Linked DNA regions of Mus musculus: region 1 is linked to region 2. The links are chromatin contacts, called in public Hi-C maps. All regions are on one chromosome and are shown on one strand. Each heading gives the region's core, a stretch centred on a gene start, on an enhancer-like site or on the middle of the called end of the contact. The rest is flanking DNA. Distances are from core to core; before and after follow the strand shown. Region 1 has its middle 28 kb from the start of Gm10857. Region 2 overlaps Upf2 (UPF2 regulator of nonsense transcripts homolog (yeast)).

The links. A called contact is a pair of places that touch in the nucleus more often than the background predicts.
Region 1: a contact with region 2 is called in a Hi-C map of the N1E-115 cell line, with 10 times the contacts expected there. The contact joins two enhancer-like sites. A contact is called at or near these places in 5 of 39 promoter capture datasets (the 3T3-L1 cell line, the C10 cell line, embryonic stem cells and 2 more), 11 of 15 datasets of contacts at CTCF or cohesin (CD8 T cells, the G1E-ER4 cell line, the NIH/3T3 cell line and 6 more), 230 of 484 Hi-C or Micro-C datasets (3T3-L1-derived adipocytes, the 4T1 cell line, the 63-12 cell line and 114 more), 39 of 115 datasets of contacts at active chromatin or transcription factors (the HPC-7 cell line, PVALB interneurons, Th17 cells and 26 more) and 4 of 9 other capture datasets (adipose tissue, embryonic stem cells, embryonic tail and 1 more).

What each region holds. Positions count from the first base shown.
Region 1 is chr2:6,158,892-6,163,402 of GRCm38.p6, forward strand. No RefSeq gene overlaps it. Among named protein-coding and RNA genes, the nearest start is that of Gm10857, 28 kb to the left of the region's middle. Within about 2 kb of position 1,925, at least 37 of the 459 cell types and tissues checked have an H3K27ac peak or open chromatin away from gene starts, as enhancers often do. A contact at or near this core is called in the N1E-115 cell line, where this site is marked.
Region 2 is chr2:6,001,277-6,006,201 of GRCm38.p6, forward strand. It overlaps Upf2 (UPF2 regulator of nonsense transcripts homolog (yeast)), which reads left to right. Exons shown (of 22, transcript NM_001081132.1): 9 at 2,269-2,377. Among named protein-coding and RNA genes, the nearest start is that of Upf2, 52 kb to the left of the region's middle. Within about 2 kb of position 1,340, at least 7 of the 459 cell types and tissues checked have an H3K27ac peak or open chromatin away from gene starts, as enhancers often do. A contact at or near this core is called in the N1E-115 cell line, where this site is marked.

The DNA of each region.
Region 1 (4,511 bases), core at 675-3,174, 160 kb after region 2:
GTGTGTAGAGTACCCCAAGCTGTTTTAGTATTGATTTTCCTATCAGTAACTGGTGGAAAAGAAAGCAGCAGCTGCATGAAGAAAGGTCATGAACTCACAGTGAGCTTTCTTCTGACGTCCAGCATGCAGTGGCTCCAGCTTCAGAAGGCAGTGCCCACAACTGGCTGAACCCCTGCCCTCCATCAGGAACCTATGCCATCGAGGAACAGAAAGCAGATACAACAAAATCTCGGAGATGAGCTGGCGCTGAACTTCCAGGTTGCTCCCTTTATTTTTATTTATTTATTTATTTATTTTGGTTTTTTGAGACAGGGTTTCTCTGTGTAGCCCTGGCTGTCCCGGAACTCACTCTGTAGACCAGGCTGGCCTCGAACTCAGAAATCCGCCTGCTGCTGCCTCCCAAGTACTGGGATTAAAGGTGTGCGCCACCACCGCCCGGCAGTTGCTGCCTTTAGAAACCTACACGGGGACACATGGGTTCACTGCATGGGTCCTTCTTGCACAAGGTAGACTCTTCCGTTTTGCATCAAATGTCACTTCCCACTAAGTAACTAGTGAGCTCATAAGCATACCAGTTGTAGTAGGAGGAGATGATTGACAGTCCTGCCCCGAGTGCTTGGCCACCCTACCCATCTATCTTCCAATGCCACAGAACAGTCTGAGAGACACCAAGGGCCACACTAACCATGTGACCTCTGTTCTCAGCACAGGGACCTGTCAAGTGCATTCAGACCCCAGACCCTGGTAGTTTCTCTGCAAGCTGGCTTAATTGAATTTCTGAATGAACAGTAAGCACAAATACTCTGAGAGCCAGGAAAACAGCACTTAGCTCTTATAACTGAATTCCTTCTCTGTTTTCCAAGAGGGAGAGGGGCAGATACCTCCTGGGATGGTCTCCAAGGAGACTTTCTGATGAGGAATTAAGGTCCCTTAGAGGCATGATGTGGGATGTCCTCCACGTTAACTAAGGAGACAAACCTTCTGGCTCAGCTTCCTGTCCTGGGTTATAATGGCCACTGCAATCTTGCTAATCATTTCCTGCAGTCTGCCCCTCTCTGACTATGATAAATATTAATGTCTATAATTGGCCATTCTTTCCTTTGGGCCCCAGCGTCTGCTAGGAGATAAGTTTACTTGCTTAGCCTTCCTCAGAGATGAACAGGGCTCATTTTCTGTAATGGCATTTTCTAGGTCTGGTTTTTAATCCAGACCTTCCCCCTCTATCCCCTAAAGAGGAGAAACCTACAATTAGAGATGAGCCCTAGAAATTGAAGCTCTTTGTGGTCTCATGGCTTGTCCAAAGTTTGTTTGCTCTTAAGAGCCCTTAGCCCAGGCTTCGAAGGGGTGTGGCAATGTGCTGAGATTATAGTTGAAGTTTTGTTTGAATAAAATATGTACCTTCGTCCCCTAGGTAAAGTATCATAACTCTCTTTGGGTTTTCTTTTTCTATAAAATTATTATTTAAAAAAAAAATTTGTATGTGTATAGGTGTTTTCCCAGTGTGCACCACTTTGTAGACCTGGTGCTAACAGAGTCTAGAAGGGAGCACTGAAGCTCTGGAAGTGGAGGCACAGACAGTTGTGAGCCACCACGGGGGTTCTAGGAGTTGAATCCAGGTCCCCTGAAGAGCAGTCAGTGCTCTTAACTGCTGAGCCATCTTTCCGGCCTCCTTTGGGTTTTTAAAACATTATACCAAAATAAGTTAAATAATTTTGAAACCCTGTTTAACACTTCTGAAGGGGGGCACTTCTGGGTGACCCCCCCCCATCCAGCATGTGGGGACACAAATGTCATCTCTTCAGGACATGGTGAACAGGGGACCACAGAGCATCAAATTTCAAACATCCCCTACACCCACAAGGTGGCTCACAGTCATCTGCAATCCTGCCCCAGGAATCCTCTTCTGGCCTCTTACAGCTCCAGCCACACATGTGGTGCACAGACACACATGCAGGCAAAACACCCATACACATAAGAATAAATCAATCTGGTGGGGTATGGTGGCACATGCCTTTAATCCCAGCACTCAGGAAGCAGAGGTGAGTGGGTCCCTCTGAGTTCTGGACCAGCCAAGGCTGCATACTGATACTCTGTCTCAAAAGAGAAAAACAAAACCCCAAAACAAAGGAAAAGGAAAACTGATCCCTGATCCCACCCCCACTCTCTCATCTTACACACAGGAAACTGATTTCCCAAAGCAGGAGGTGGTTTGCTGAAGCCACACTCTCCGGAGTTACAGGCTGAGCCCTAGTGCCTGTGTCCAGAGGCTCTTGATTTGGATTATTACCACCCACCCCGATTCACCTTTAACCAAGAGTAAGATGACAAACAGCACTCCAAGGTCTTGTTTTTCAGGAACAGCCATTTATTTTTCTCAAATGAAGTAATTTCAGGGAAGCAAACGTTCTTAACAGACAATTACTAGCAGAAAAGAAGTCTTCCCAGCTCTTTAAAGTGCTTTATGCTACCCACCTGAGAAGACACCTCCTGTCTTTCCCTGCCCACAGAGAAGCAGTCCGGGTCAAGTTGGAACCGCAGTGGGTGTGTTCATGCTTCCTATTCCCTCCAGAACTTCCAAGTCTTGTCATCAGTTCCCAAGGGTTGTTGTCTTTGGGTTTTTACTGCTGTAAACAGACACCATGACCAAGAGAAGTCTTATAAAGGACAACATTTAATTGAGGCTGGCTTACAGGTTCAGAGGTTCAGTCTGTTATCATCAAAGCAGGAACATGGTGGCATCCAGGCAGGCATGGTGCAGGAGGAGCTGAGAGTTCTACACCTTCATCTGAAGGCTGCTAGCAAAACACTGGCTTCCAGACAGCTAGGGTAAGGGTCTTAAAACACACACCTACAGTGACACACCTATTTTAACAAGACCACACCTTATAATACTGTCACTCCCTAGCCCAAGCGTATACTATCACATATACTATCACATATACTATCACAGCATTGTAGTGATGTCTTCCCTTCCTTCTGGTTTTTCAAAACCATATTCTCTTTTCTATTGGAGCAGGTAGAGAGCTATTATGTAGCCCTGTCTGTCTTGGAATTCTCCACATAGAACAGCCCGACCTAGAACTCACAGAGATCCATTTGCCTCTGCCACCAGAGTGCTGGGATCTAAGGTATGTGCCACTTTGCCCAGCTTCCAACATAATATTCTGGGGTTGTTCAAGAACTTAAATTCCAAATGTTCAGATTGATTTTGAGGTTTTTATTCCCCCCTCCCCCATCCCACTCCCCCCCCCATCCTACTCCCCCCCCCCCCCCCGGCAGTCAGTTGAGGACCAAAGTATTCCTTTAAAATTCAACCAAGTAGCATTCAGGATCTATAAATCATGGTCTGATCTATCCTGTATGCACCATTGGACATCTGATTAGTGTGATCCATTGTATAGGGGAGTCTCTCTTTCTCTGTGTCTCTGTCAGTGTGTCTGTATCTCTGACTGTGTCTCTGTCTCTGTATGTGTGTAAGGAAGTATGAATGGATGAGAAGAAATTCTGTTTTATATGATGAAGGAACCTGGCAGTTGTCTAACCTCCTTAATCCTTTGCCCTACAAACACACGTGCAAGGACTACCTGAAGAACCAGCTGCATACTTTACAACCCAGTGCAAGATGGGGAGAGAAAGAAAAGGTCAAGGTATCAACTGCGGATCTTTAAACTGCAGGAGGCCCTTCTGAGTGGGCAGATCACATGCTCAGAACATTCAGGTGTGTCTCCTGACACAGCACAGCTCTTAGTGAGATAGCACCCCTTCCCCAGGTGACTGTCTTGCCCAGATGAATGCCCCAATCATTAAAGTCCCTCTCCACAGCCTTCCCCAGTCTTCTCCAGAGACCTGCCCCGCCTCTCTGTGGCTCTGAAGTTCAGCTCCAGTTTCCCCTCCAGCTGGGGAGGTGTGGGTGAGGCCTGCTTCCGTGAGCATAGTAAACACGTCTCTGTCACGGCCTCTCCTGGGCTCCTCCTTCTGTGGTTGGCTAACTTCTTGAACTCCTCTGGGTGTGGCAGGAAGAGCAGAAAGGTCCCTTGAAACCCAGTGGCTGGCAGGAATTCCTGGCATGTGTTTCCTCTCTAGTCAATCCTTTTTGCTTTAGTGAGTTCTGAAGGGTAGATGCAGGTAACTCACCTCCTGGGTAGGGACAAGTGCCAGCCATGAACCCTGCCTCCCTGTTGTTGGCTTGGAAAGACAGACCACGCCGCCAGCTCAGCAGATTTCTTTCTTCCTTCTTCTCATCCCGAGTCTCTTGTTGGCGTGTTTCTGATCAGCGTGAATCATGGGCATTGGTATCATGCCTCGGGGTGCACACAGCCTCTTGGAAGTAAGACTACTTGACTTTGCCTGCCTACCTTTGCTTCAGGTGTGCCAAAAGGCAAGGATAAAGATGCTATTTCCAAGCCTTCCCCGGAGCTCTACCAAGCTGCTCAAGCCCCTTCCTTCCACCGTGTTAGGCAGGGCTAACACTAGAGGGTTATCCTCTGTCTCTGTGGGGAGCGTGGTGGTAA
Region 2 (4,925 bases), core at 90-2,589:
TTTATAATATGCAGGCTAGTATAAATCTATCTGGTTAATATAAGAAAATAAAGAGTTCATTTGTTCCAGGGTGTTGTATTGTGTTGTGTTGTGTTTTAATAAAAGTATGTATTTGTTTCAGATAGATAGATAAAAATGCTTGAGTATATTTTAAAGGTTTCTCTGTTGAAAGTTAACTATCTGACATACAAAGTGTGTGTGTGTGTGTGTGTGTGTGTGTGTGTGTATGAGTGTACTGCTTGTGTATATGAGCCATTTGAAGTCAGAGGGGAATTAAGTCCTTTGGATCTGGAGTTACAGGTATGTGTGTGGTGTTGGGGACCAAATGTGGGTCCTCTGCAAGAACAGTAAGCACTCTTAACCACAAAGCCATTTATCCAATCCTCCAGGATTTTTTTTTAACATCAGTAGCAACACCCAGGAAATCTTAAGGAATACCTTAGTATTGTAATTTTATCATGGAATGATATGACTCTCATCATGTCTATTTTGTATGCTTAACTTCCAACAGATAAACCTTTAAATTATTTTTAAATATATCTAAAGTTTGATGATAAATGTTTATGTTCAAAACACTTTCAAATATTTTTAAAAATATGATTTTTAAAATTTATTTAAATATGAGAAGATAGCTACCACAGTCTTGAATCTGTCTTATTATTTCAGACATGGTGACTATAGTAGCCATCTCATAGAGAGGTTGTCATTATTAACAAGTTGAATAATATATGTGTATGTATATTAGGATAGGGACTAGCCCTACCGTGTTACTTTCTTTTAATGATTAAGGTTTTTTTAATTTAAATTGCACGTATTTACATGTGCCACAGTGTGTGTATGAATGTCAGAGAGCAGTGTAGGGGAACTGGTCCTTTCCCTCCACTGTGTGGGTCACGTGGTTTGAATTTGGGTTTCCTGGCTTGACAGCAGCTACTTTAATTCACTGAGCCATCTCGCTGGCCTTCGGGTTTTGTTTAGAATATAGTGTTTTTGTTTATAACTTATTTTTCTACCTTGTGAATAGACAGTCCTCTTCCCTTTTTATAATAGTAGACATTCTGAGGTTAAGGGACACTCTTATCATGCATGGAAAAGTTTTGTTTAAAAACAAAATGTTAAAACTTAAATATTTTGAGAGAAATTATAGGGGGTTAAAGAAAAAAGAAGTTTTTAAGATTTTAGCCCTAAATTTACTTTTCCTTCCCATAATCTCACATCTCCAGCCTTTGTCTAAGGGTCAGTAATTCTAATTCCAAATCTAATTTACAGCCTGTGATGACAGGAAGTCCTTTAGTGATAATGACCCATTTGTTTTTCTACCCTAGTGAGTGGTACAGGGCTCTATGTGGGGATGGTTATAAACTGTAGGGTTATTTGTCTGTGTTCTATGCGCGTCCAGCTAGCACGCATGGCTTGTATTGGTGCTGTTTGTAGTGTTTACTTCCCATCTCTGCACTGTTGGTCCTGCTGTTGCCTGTGTAGCTGCCTTTGTTTCCTTTTACTGCTCCTCCTCCCCAGCCTGTGTGTGGAATGGATGAATACTCAAGGTGTGTATGATATGAGCTGTGATGGGAATGGAAATAAGTTGTAGTTTGTGTTGATTCCCATCAGCAGTGGCTGCCTGGAGTATTAGAGTAAGTAAGCAGGATTCTGGAGCTGCATCCACACTGACGGGAAAGAGTCTCTGTCGGGGGAGGGGCAGCAGCATGAGTGGAGCACATTGCCACTGACACGTGGGCAAGGAGGGTCTGGATGGGTTTGTGATGAACAAAGTCTGCTCAGACTTCTTGGCATTATGTTAATATCTCATGAGTACTTTTAGTTCTTGGTTACTTTCTTACTTCAGAAACTGAGATTTACAAATGCCTTACCCCTGGGTACATACAGGCAGCAGTTTGAAAGAATTCTGGTTTGCAGTATTGAGGTTGGCTTTAGGTTTGTAAGTATTTTGTTACTGAGCAATTATGTAATTAAAAATTTAAGTCATGTCAGAATGCATTTTCTTCACATAGTATTTCATATATCAAAATTACACACTTAGTTGAAATACAGACTAGGAAATGCCAGGTTATTAGTCCACTTTTACAAGGCGTACTGAATTTTTAGGAACTTCATAATGGCAATAAATTTGGCATATCTGAATGGTGATTGATTTTTTTTTTTAAGAAATTATTTACTATGCGAGTAAATCTGAGAAAGTTAAAGTTTTAAAATGAATTATTTCTGGTGTGTCTTTCTTTTTACACATATTACATATAACTTTTGCAGGTTGGATTTGCTACCATTTTATGCAAGATTGGTTGCTACCTTGCACCCCTGCATGTCTGATGTAGCAGAGGATCTTTGTTCCATGCTGAGGGGGGATTTCAGATTTCATGTATGTATTTAAGCATTTATTTTGTAATAATTATATGTTCTAATAAGTCGAGTGAGGAATCTTTGAGCATAATGTTGTTGATAAGCATTGATAGTGACACAACAGTTGAGAATTTATGAAATTTAAAAATTTTAAAGTGTAGGTATGCTTAACAAAGTTTAAAGAGTTGCTAGTGCTGTTCCAGCTGGGAGGGGAGCTGTTGTTACGGTCTTGTCCTCCCACAGTAGGTATTGTACCTTTTCTTGTCGTGAATTAAAGATTATTCTCCAAGGTCTTACTGCTGACCCCAGAAGAAAGAGAATTAGCCTGGAAGACAGTTGGGTATGCTGGCCCATAAGTGCCCCTTTAGATGTCGAGTTCCAAAAGTCGAAAGTGTAACAGCTTTCTTAAATTCTAAGGCACCAATGAATTCTCCTGTTGCCTGTGACTTATTGATAATTGCCTTCACAGTTTTTATCTTGGGTAGTGTTAAGTTCTTTAAAGAGCATGCTGGTAAACAGCAGCTCTTTATCAGGTAGCTCCCTTCCTTTCCAGTTTTACAGCTGGACTATGTTAGTGGCTCTCCTGGCTTACTTACCCAGTCACCTTATGGAAGTAAGGTTGCAGACCTTCAAATACTTGGTGGTAGGTGGTAATGACACTGCTAGAGTCTGGTCGTGGACATTGCTAGCCTATGGAACAACTTGAAGTTCTGTTTACAAAACTTTAGAGTAAGTTGTTTGGAAGGCCAGTAAAGCTATTCTTTACTGTGTTCAGTGACCACTCAACTGCACCAGTCAGCAGATAACCTCACAATATAGCTCAAAAAATAAGACACAAATAAAAAAGCAAGCGGAAAATAATAAATTATGATTGTATACCTGTATGATTGTAGACTTACTGTAGTGTGAGTGCTTTGAATTCAGAGCAAGAAAATCACATGAGGGACAGAATGGTCTCTAATTACTTCTTTTAATAAGTGTTTGTTACTATCTTTGTTGATTGAGATTTTCCTGGGCTATTTTTGCTTAAGTGTTTTAGATTTTTCATAAGCAGTAGTGAGTCAGGTAAGCTTTCTGTGTTTAGAGAACTTGGGAAACACTGAGCTCATTAAAACTTAACAGTTTTGTTTTCATGTAAAACTTGAGAAAACTTTGTGAGGGTAACTGTGCTCTGTGACTGTCCTAAAGGAGTATGAGTATATACCCCGTAAAGAACACACTTTGATAAATGCTGCTACTTCAGGAATAGATACAGCAGAAGCCATATTCCTGGCTGTGTAATTGATCCCTTGTACCAATGAGGAGCTTTTACACCAGTGAGCACTATGAAAATGCTATATCAATTGTCTGCATTGCTTTACCAACCAAACTCCGAATTAAGCAAAACACAAATTGTTGGACTAAGTATGATTAGTACATTTGGTGAAAAACTTAAAAATTAAGAGCATTCTATGAATGTATCTCTCTCTTACCATGCAAATTGAAGTGGAAGTTGAAAGGATTGGCATAGTTTATACTGCTGCAATCTTCGGAGCCCACTGTTCTCAGAATAGTTAGTTGAGGTAATTGATTATTTTTCCATCTCTCTCAGGATCTCTCCTACCTTATTCTGCAAACCTTCTGTTGTAAGTTAGTTCTGTTAGACTTTAACTGTGCTTGATGTACTATATCAAACGAAAAAGTAGCAGCTCTAAAACCCACATAGTAACATCTGGTTAACGTAGTACACCCTACAACACTCATCTTTCATTTCCTTGTTTGGAGACAGGGATTCATGTGTCCCAGGCTAGCCTCCAGCTCACTGTGTAGTGTCCCAGGCTAGCCTCCAGCTCACTGTGTAGCGGAGATGACCTTGAATTTAGAGGGAAGACCTTGCTCTGGGATTTTGGGGTAACGTGTGTTACCATATCCTATTTTTTTGTTTTTCCTTTTTATTGGAATTTTTTAGGATATAATTTTTTTCTAAAATCTTCACAGCAACACCCTTGATAGAGACCACTAAGTTGTCATGATTACTCATTAGTTGGTGTTCTTGTAGATTCTAAACTACTGGATTCTGCTGATTATTTTTTTTAGAGGACATCATGCTGGCTCCACCATGTTGACATTGTGACTTGGACTTAGTTACGCAGGTGCTGGAACATCTATTCAAGGAGAATAATTTTGCTCTTTGAAGCAGTATGTGTCTTTAGAATTACGTGAGATAAACCAGGTACGCCCAGTACCTAGCCTAAATATTATTAGAATATTCTTCCCTGTATGCTGCCAGTTCATTTTCTTTAATCTTTTTTTTAAGTTGGGTTTGTACCCTTAGTCTTTGCCCTACCTTTTTGTTTGTTCAAGACAGGATTCATGTAGTTGAGACCAGCTTCAAACTCATACTTGTAGTAGAGGCTGGCTGTGAATTGACCTCTGTATTCTACTTCCACGTGCTAGGATCCCAGGTGTGTACTACCACTCCTCACTCAGTCCTGAGTCTCAAGTGGGAACACATTATATGGCTTCAACTGATGCCTGTTTTTCCAAAGCGTTAAGTCACCAAATGTATGTGCCGTGCTAGAGCCTCT